Regions from separate parts of the Mus musculus genome. Here regions 1 and 3 are each linked to region 2. A link is a contact called in public HiChIP or PLAC-seq data. All regions are on one chromosome and are shown on one strand. Each heading gives the region's core, a stretch centred on a gene start, on an enhancer-like site or on the middle of the called end of the contact. The rest is flanking DNA. Distances are from core to core; before and after follow the strand shown.

Evidence for each region. HiChIP or PLAC-seq counts read pairs in DNA pulled down with a chosen protein or histone mark.
Region 1: an H3K4me3 HiChIP or PLAC-seq map of embryonic basal ganglia shows a contact between it and region 2, with 4 times the contacts expected there. The contact joins two enhancer-like sites. A contact is called at or near these places in 6 of 39 promoter capture datasets (cranial neural crest, embryonic stem cells, frontonasal cranial neural crest and 3 more), 2 of 484 Hi-C or Micro-C datasets (bone marrow-derived macrophages and cortical neurons) and 7 of 115 datasets of contacts at active chromatin or transcription factors (SST interneurons, craniofacial prominence, embryonic basal ganglia and 3 more).
Region 3: a contact with region 2 is called in an H3K4me3 HiChIP or PLAC-seq map of embryonic basal ganglia, with 4 times the contacts expected there. The contact joins two enhancer-like sites. A contact is called at or near these places in 2 of 39 promoter capture datasets (cranial neural crest and embryonic stem cells) and 1 of 115 datasets of contacts at active chromatin or transcription factors (embryonic basal ganglia).

The regions. Positions count from the first base shown.
Region 1 is chr12:12,431,070-12,434,177 of GRCm38.p6, forward strand. The region is part of intron 1 of Gm34489 (a long non-coding RNA gene); the gene reads left to right. Among named protein-coding and RNA genes, the nearest start is that of Gm34489, 12 kb to the left of the region's middle. Within about 2 kb of position 1,717, at least 6 of the 459 cell types and tissues checked have an H3K27ac peak or open chromatin away from gene starts, as enhancers often do. A contact at or near this core is called in embryonic basal ganglia, where this site is marked.
Region 2 is chr12:13,158,578-13,161,277 of GRCm38.p6, forward strand. No RefSeq gene overlaps it. Among named protein-coding and RNA genes, the nearest start is that of Gm38686, 7.7 kb to the left of the region's middle. Within about 2 kb of position 1,279, at least 61 of the 459 cell types and tissues checked have an H3K27ac peak or open chromatin away from gene starts, as enhancers often do. A contact at or near this core is called in embryonic basal ganglia, where this site is marked.
Region 3 is chr12:12,526,169-12,529,074 of GRCm38.p6, forward strand. No RefSeq gene overlaps it. Among named protein-coding and RNA genes, the nearest start is that of Gm34489, 110 kb to the left of the region's middle. Within about 2 kb of position 1,358, at least 22 of the 459 cell types and tissues checked have an H3K27ac peak or open chromatin away from gene starts, as enhancers often do. A contact at or near this core is called in embryonic basal ganglia, where this site is marked.

The sequences.
Region 1 (3,108 bases), core at 467-2,966, 730 kb before region 2:
TAGACTCTGAACTGCACTCCCAGAGGGGCATTCTACCCTCTGAAAACTCTCCTCATCCTTCAATAAATAGCACAAGTGTTATTAAACTGTGCTTTTGGAAATATTTGTACCTCCTAGTTAGTGAGGCTAAAGTAGTATACAAACTCACTGAAGTCCCGTAACTCTATGAACCTTCCATTTATTGGGGAGTCAAGGGACGTCTGTGAGTTTGTATAGTACAATACTTATGTATGTTCATGCGTACATTTGTAACATGCATACACATTGTTACCTTGATTAGAATGTGAGAGCTTTGGTAAACTCCCTGAAGATCAAGAAATACAGAAGTAAAATCAAAACAAGGAGAAAGAAGGGGACAGTGACTTGTAGTTTATGCGAAGCAGCGGAGAAAAGTATGCAAGAGGAGATCACACCTGGAGAGACAGAGTCCTAGTCATAGTGAGGGAATGGTCCTTGCAGGGAGCGGGGAGAAGAGCAGCCATAGCAAGATACAAAGAGCCGTGGGTGGGGGGAGGGGTTCCTGGAGTCTTTCAAGAACAATGAGGATGCCTGAGTCGTTGGAGCAGAATGGATGGGTGGATGGATGGACGCATGGATAGATAAATGAATAGATGGATGGATGAGGAGAAACAAGCAGGAGAGTGTGGGGTGGTGAAGTGGACCATATCAGGAAGAAGCACAAGCTATAATGGGAGAGGAGAAAGATCTCTGTGTATCAAGGAGCAAAGCTTCCATATACTGCATAGTGCCGTATAGCATGGTTTAATATTTTCTAGATATTAATATATTCTACTACTGACTGGACAATGACTGTGGACATCTAAGTTGTAGAGATGATAAAGTGAAGGCCAGATGGCCATGGCTTTGCAGCTCTCCTGGCTCAGTCCCATGTAGACATGGCCAGTGTTGCTTAGACACATCCCAAGGACAGAGAGAATGTGCACTCAGATGCACCCACATCATCCTTTAGTGAACATCTGTGACAGGGGCTTAGCCATCTTCCTAGAGTCTTCAGGTTTTTTGACAGGCTGCAGAAGCAGCTGCTGTCCCAGGCATTCTAAAAACACCCAGCTTGTTGCTTCTGTGGATGTTGTTCACCTTCAGACTGGGTGTATCTCATCTGTGCCATGAGGCTGACTTGGCCTGTGCTCACCTGCACTGAGTTCTTTGTCTCCAGTCTCATGAGGCAAAACTGCAGAGATGATGTGAGCCAGCAATAAACAGCCCCCTTGGTGGGATGCTGCCATGCATCTTGCTTTATGATGGATGAAATCTCATCTTTCTCCAAGTTCTGAAGACATTCTTCTCCTAATGATCAGCTGTCACTCTGTCTTTGTGAGGTAGGTAATGGAATTATTTTTAAAGCTTTCACTTAACAGTTTTGCTTTTTGTAAAAAGACCCGCCTGAGAAATGTAAGCGACTTTAGATAGGGAAATGACAACCGTCACTGACATTAAGAGTCTTTCCTACCTGTCCTGTTAAGCATATAAAATATAAATTCCTCTTGCTTGTGACAGCCATTTCAATTCTCCCTGTATGTTACAGAGAACACAGCTAGTAATCACAACTGGGAAGTATGTAGAGCTAGGTTGAGGCTATGTTTAAAGCTTTTTAGCTGTGCTGTTTAAGAAAAACTGCTGCCTCTGGAGGCTAAAGGATCCTTGTTACTGGAGATGATCAAGAGGAGACCATTAGGCAGAATGTAATAGACAGAGTATGTCAGTCAGGGAACTGTACAAGCTGTCTTCAAAAAGCACTTCCTGCTCTAAGATTGTCTCCCATTAGCATAATCTTCCCTTAATCTGAATTTTCTGTTACACGAGACAGATCACAAGATTGTCAATGCCATTTTAATTGCTATGTGCCTTTGCCAATAAGATAAGGCCCATCAGAGTCTGACTGAAGCCAAGCAAATGGATTTGAAGTGGCACATAGGGATTTACTGGGACCTACCACCCACAAGGAGAAGGGGAGGAGAGCCAGTCCCCTCCATGGATGCTTTGTATACCTGTATACCTGTGCGTGTGTGTGACACCTGACTTCACCTATGCTCAACTGCATTGAGTTCTTTGTCTTTGTTTTATCTCAATGATTTATATTTAGAAATGATTTTTGGAACCACAAACTAGTGTTTTAGTCAAATGTGCTACTATTTTGTATTTAAGTAACATAACCCATGCTTACACGTAAGTTTCTTCATGATAAACTGATTAGAGACCGGAACGCAATGAGTTAGGGCTTATCCAAAACTCAAACATTGAAGGTCTAGCCTCCATGGCATTGTGTTTTGAGATGCGGTCTTTAAGGGAAAAGTAGGTAAAATACGTTTATATGAGCCCAACTCTAACCCTGTAGGCTGTTGCTTTAGAAGAAAAAAAAATAGTCTCTGGTTTTTTTTTTTTTTCTTTCCCCCTTCTCCCACTCCTGTCAATGAAATCAGACTGACAAGGTATCTTTAACCTAGGACATGGACCTTCTCCAGGAACCAAATCTGTTGATTCTTTGATCTTGAACTTTTCAGCCTGGAGACTGAGAGATATATTTCTGTTAGATACTCAGCCTGTGGTATTTGGCTATGGCAACCAGATGACACAGCCAGAAAAACCTGAAAAAACACCAAACACGCTAGATAATCCTTTCAAAAATGTACAGCATTTTAAAACATGACTGAGGGCTTTCAGGGGTTATGATGTAGACCTGAACATGCATAGATCTCCCTTCTCTTTCCTGACTTCTATTAGCATAATGGAAACATAAATGTAATTTTAAAAATAATATAGAAAACCCAAGTAGGTGCAACAGAACACTGGAGATTTCTGCAGAGAAGCAGATGGATTCTAGACACCGGGTAACTGGAGTGAAGTCAATGTCCGACCAAAACAGAGGAAAAAGCAGTGCAGGAGAGGGTGCTGTTGGAATCATCAGAGGGCTCTAAACAGACTTCAGACTTGAAGTCTAGGTAGAAAGCCAAAGATGGAGGAATGATTGATATCAGTTACTTACGGAGACGTCTCTTAATGAACCATCTGACTTACTCAACTACCCTTCCCTAGAGACAGCACTTGGGATTATTTGCCTCTATCCAAAGAATATCCCATAATATAACT
Region 2 (2,700 bases), core at 29-2,528:
TAGAACCTGCTTGTGGCCTGGCAATTACTCATGGCTTGGAGTTTCCTCTGATTTAAAGCAGAATAAAGAGAGTATTGCAAGCATCGAATCCTCCTTTCTATGAAGTCAGCATTCAGTGTCCCTTCCCTCTGGGCCCAGGGAAGTACTTGAATGTTAGGTACTAGCTGTTGTTCCCACTGACACCCAGCTCTGACTCCTGCACCTCTGCCCACCTCGACCTGTGTGTTCTGTTCCCTCACCTTCCTACTCATCATCATTTCCCAAGTCTTTCCTTATTCGAGCTACCAGGGATGCAGGAGGGGTCACACATAGTTCTAATCTCTCATAAGTGAAGTAACTTTTCCAGCATCTCTCTCCATCCTTGTACCTTCCCAGCACTGGATTTAAATAGGTTATGTAGGAAAGAATGAAATGGGGAGGGAGAAGCCAGGGTAGGCAGTTTAGAAAACCCACAACCAAAGGGACTTCAGCATCCCACCCAAGGTTGTCCACTACATGTCTCATTAAGAACCAGGTATGCAGGATAAGGGATGGAGGAGAAACTACTGGAGCCACTGCCTCTGAATACTTCTTGGTGGGTCAATTGGTTGGGCTCTCTGACTGCCACCTCCTGGGTTTATCAACATCTGGCAGGCACACTTGTCTACACCATCACAATAATGTCCTTTCCAGATTCCAGCCATCAAGTGAAGAGACAGCTCAAAAAAGACATAGTCTATAGATCACAAAGAACATCCTAGTCCCTAGGAACTAGAGTCCTGTCCTGGGCCTAACTCTGGGTGCCAATGGATCCCTTAAAGCAATGCTCTCCCACTCCCAATCTCTCTGAAAAGGATGTGTGATCCCCCTGAGGACTGTGTGCTCCTCCATCTTTCCTTAGACCCAATACCAAGGACCCTTACAGGCCCTGACACACAAACAGCATTGAGCTCCTTGGAAGGGTCCCTTCTCCTCATGGAGATTGAGCCTATGGGTTGCTCTGACCTTGGTCCAAGACAAGGAAAGGAGATCACTGCTCAAGCAAGACCAGGGTGAGCTGGATCTAGAAAGAATGTTCAATGAAGTGGCCCACCCTGCATGGGACAGAATCAGGGACATGCAAAAAGGAAAAGAGGCAGGCTACAGGCCTAGGACCTTAATGTCCCCTTAAGGTCCCCTCTTCATTCATGAGAAGCAAACAATGGGTAACATTCTCAGCCTCCTTATCCCCCTCAGGGCAGGTGGCACCTCCCAAGCAGTCATCCTTTGCTAAGCAACCAGGGCCTTTCAGCTGCTTTTCAACATTGCCTCTGGTTGCTATGGAAGCTGCTTCAGAAAATCTTGCCTGCCAACAGTCAAGGCTTCTTTGTCAGAGGCTGTCTCAGAGTACTTTCTCTGTCAGCTCAGGGCAGCACACACCCAGAGGATGTAGGCTAGGGATGGAAGAGGCAGTTGTCATACCAGAAAGAGAGCACAACTAATGGTGCTCCCCAAACTCCAACCTTTCCTGATTCCTCCTCCCAGGTCCTATTTGACTGATCTGTTCCCCACTGATGAGTCCCCTTCTGAACCCTCTCCCACACTCCTAGTCCTGTTTTGTCTCTGTCTCCCAGCCATGCTGTCTGTGGTGGACTTGTGTCCATACATGTGGTGGACTGTGGTCATACCCTCAGAGCATCAAATGCTTTCCATGCTGAGTAGGACAAGAAAAACAAAAAGTCAGCCTTCTGCCAGGACCAGGTGAAGTGACTTTACGGTCACTTTTACAGCCAGCTTGGGTGGCAGTTGTGTCCTAACACTTGGAATTCTGAGGCTGGATGATTGCTATGAGCTCCAGGCCAATCTGAGCCACTCAGTAAGATCCGGGCCAGCCTGGACTACAGTGGGATCTTATCTCAAAAACAAGCAAACAGAGCTCTTTCTGCTAAGAAGGACCAGCTCTTGGTGACATGCTGGGTGTTTTGCTAACAGATTCTGTTTCTCTCGATGTCACCTCTCATTAGAGCTGCTTGGGAACCATGGTCCCCCTGGAGTGGGTGGGACAGGAGCTAGGCAGGAGGCAGAGATAGGAGAGTGCTTGTTCTACTAACTTCACCCAAGCACATACTGTTAGGTATCCTCTTCTTTTCTGGGGTGAGGGTGAGGGTGGAAGTGGGTGGAGATGGGGAAGGAGTAGCAGATAGAGAGTGAAAGGAGATGGGAGATGGGGAATGAGGGAAGCTTAGGGGTGAGGATTGGGGGTGAGCGGGGTAGGGGTGGGAAGGGAGTGGAGTGGAGGGTGACGGGAGGTGAGACGTAGGGAGTAGAGGGGGCATTTCTGATCCCCAAACTGGCTACTTGACAAGGAAAGAGAGCTAGGAAATTTGAGCAGGTCCATATCTGCCACCCTGAGCAGAGACTCCAGAAGATGAGACACAGAAAGGGCTTCAAGAAAACCTGGCCCAGTTGAAAAGTGTTACCACCTGGTGGCTCTGTGACCTTGGGCAAAGACTTCTGCTACTTTGAACCTCCACTTGCTTTTCATCACAATGGGGATATACCTCCTGTGTGCCTGGTTGGAAGTTCAAATAGAGCATCAGTTGGCTGAGAGAAGACCTCCATCAAGACCCCTCCATGAGCTCTTAAGTTCTGGATATCTGTGTGGCAAGAGTGGGGAAGGAGACCTATGATCCAAATGTGTGCTCAAGTGGACCTGAGAGCAGATGAGAGTTAATCATTGCT
Region 3 (2,906 bases), core at 108-2,607, 630 kb before region 2:
AGCCAGCCACATAAATTCGTTTGATCACCACTTTGATAAATTCCTTACTTTGTTCTCTCCTCAGTTCCCTGTCTTGGGCAAATAGTCATCTGTGTCACTTGTCCCTAGGCAAAGGCCATCGATACCCCTGGGCTCCTTCATGTGGGAACCTAACCCAATAGCTCACCACGCTGTCTTCACAACCATCCAACAACCAGTCTCCATGGTTCTCTGAGAGCAGGGACAGTTTCTATGCAGCGGTGGTTCATGTGTTTTCCAACCTTGCCTCGCCTACGTGGTGATTAGAAAGCAGCGGTGTGATAGGTAAGGGCAGAGCAGGCTGGAGATTTTCAATCTCTAAACTGGTAAAGCCCAGAAAGCTCAAGCATTTCCCCCATCCCTTTCCTCCCAAGCTCTAAACGTCCTAGATGCAGTAGTCCCACACTGTGCCCACACAATGGAGTCAGGATCACCCCTGCTGCCACCTCAGTAAGAAACAACCCTTATTGTGTCCAGCCATTCTAATTTCAGGGCTTCACTTTGTGGGTGGCTGTCAACTAATCACCTCACTGGAGCCACCCTCCAACTTACGTGCAGCGAGGAACATTTATGGAAAACACCCACTTCCACATATATAAGTGAGTCTTTATGGAAAATACAGTTTTGCCTCTTGGGGGAGCAAAAGCTAACATGAGAGTATGGGCATAGCATGCATAAATCAAAGTTTTGAACCCCTAAGCTCTCCATCATACTAACAAATGTCACAAATGTAACTGGGTTCTTGACCTCATAGACAATTTAACCCCACGGTGGTTGCATCCTCTTGAGTGAGTATCTTTTATAGTGCTAGATAGCAGTGGCCAAAATACAAATAAGCTTTTTCGATCATCAATTACTCTGCGTGGAAATAATTATACTATTTAATCACCTCATTTGAATCCTTCCCGCTTCCTTTTTCCCTGATGAGCATTTTGATTATGTCTCTTAGGGGTGTCCTTCCCAGCATCTTTGCTATAAGAAAGTGCTAAGCCTTGGATCTGCGATCCTTCTAAGGGTCACAAAAAGATTTTGTGTTGGTACTTCCTAAAACTATAGTCTTTAGAGACCCTTAGGAGAAATAGCAATTATTGAGACCATATATTCCAACACCATCAAGAAGCAGAGAAAACATTAGTTTATCAACCATCCTCTGTCAGGCATGTTCTTGAGGGCTGTTCTCTCAGGCCCCACAGCAATCCTACAAATTGTGCCTGCATTGGAAAAGGGAGGACACTGAGTCTCACAGAGACTTAAAAATGGAGACCTGTCACCCTCCAAGCCATGCTTTTTCCATGACATCATGGGCCCTCCATTCACATGCCTCTGCCACCAGCCAGATGCCTTCGAGACATTTGGCGGCTGGCCAGTCTAAGCCCAGGAGCAGGGTGTGGACCCAGGCTAACCTGATCAGCACCTGCCCAGAATGAAGTCCTGTGCTGAGGTCTATCAGGGCATCTGTTGCTTAACCTGGTACCTGGTGATAGGATGACTCAAGGCCCCCTTTCAGTTCACACGTGCCCACATTATTAATATGATAGCTACCATGAGTCTTCTTATTTAATGAAATATTTGGGGCCACTCAATCATTTGTTAGGGTTCAATGAGAAATCGATGCCTGTTTATTCAAAGCCCTGTCAGGAGCTTGGAAAACATCATGCTACTTTGAAAAATGAGGGTTTTTTTTTTAAGATTAAAAAGAAGGGGGCCCCAATGATTTGAGAAGTTCTCTGGTTGCCAGTTGGCGTTGGTCCTTCCTAAGGGAGCCAATCCAGTGCCACCATGGTAATAAAAGCTCCCTCCCCCCTTTCTGGCTGCTTTCAAGAGTGATTAGCAAAAGGGGATTCATAGGCCTTGGTTTTGTGTTGTTTTGTTTTGGGGAGGGGGTAGTTCTTTTTTTTTTTTTTCTTGCACTTGGAGAATAAGTTAATTATGATTGGCTAAAATTTGTGTGGTTTTTGCTTTTATCCTTGAACCACAATTAGAGCTCCCAACAGCCTCCTGGCCCTCAGGAATTCCAGCTGGCATAATAATTGATAACCGTGGTTATGAATAGATTGGAAACAAGACTGTGAAAGAATGCCCAGCCACTTCAGAGGGTCATTTATAGCGCACTGAAGGGAAAGGAGAATTTCAGGCCTGGAAAGCTTAGAAACAGAACGAGTTTTTATCAGTTTCCCTGACACTGGCAGATCAAAGCCTGAGTTGTGCTCTCTAAGGGTTACAGATAATGGGGTGGCTGCTAATTCATTCGGCTGCTGGAGCCGAGGCCTATTCAGCAGGGTAAACCAGGGAGTTTTCATAGCCCTGCTTTGTAGTCTTTATCATAGCACCAATGCAAGAATCACCTTTATATTTTAATGAGACATTTGAAAAGTATTTGATTCCCTCTGGCTAGGGGCTCTTTCTCAGCTGAGACAGTAAGAAAGGGTCGCCCAATGGAGCCTCATTTTCTGAAAGCAATACTATCTGCATTCCTACCCCTCCCCTGTCACTTTAATAATTTCAATGTGAGCAAAAGTGAGAAAGGAATTGAACGAGCTTAGCATAAAAATCTAAACTACTTTCCCTTGCCTCCCCCTCACAACCCCCCTCATGCCTGCCCAGAGAATGAGGCTGACAAGATGTAGGTTCAAATCCCTTCTTGAGCGTGCTGTATGTATGATGCTTCAGGGACAGCTTTATGACCTCCTATAAGCCTTCCCCTCCCTGACCTATGGAATCAAGATAAAAACTGTGTGCTGAAGGAGATTTAAAGCCATTCCACAGGGTTTGAGGCACTCTGCTTGTCTAATGATGAGGAATTTAGAAGCATTTTATGGTAAAATAAATGAGATAGTGTTCCCCACTAAAGCCCCATGAAGCTCCCTTAACTGTGTTAAGTAGATAGA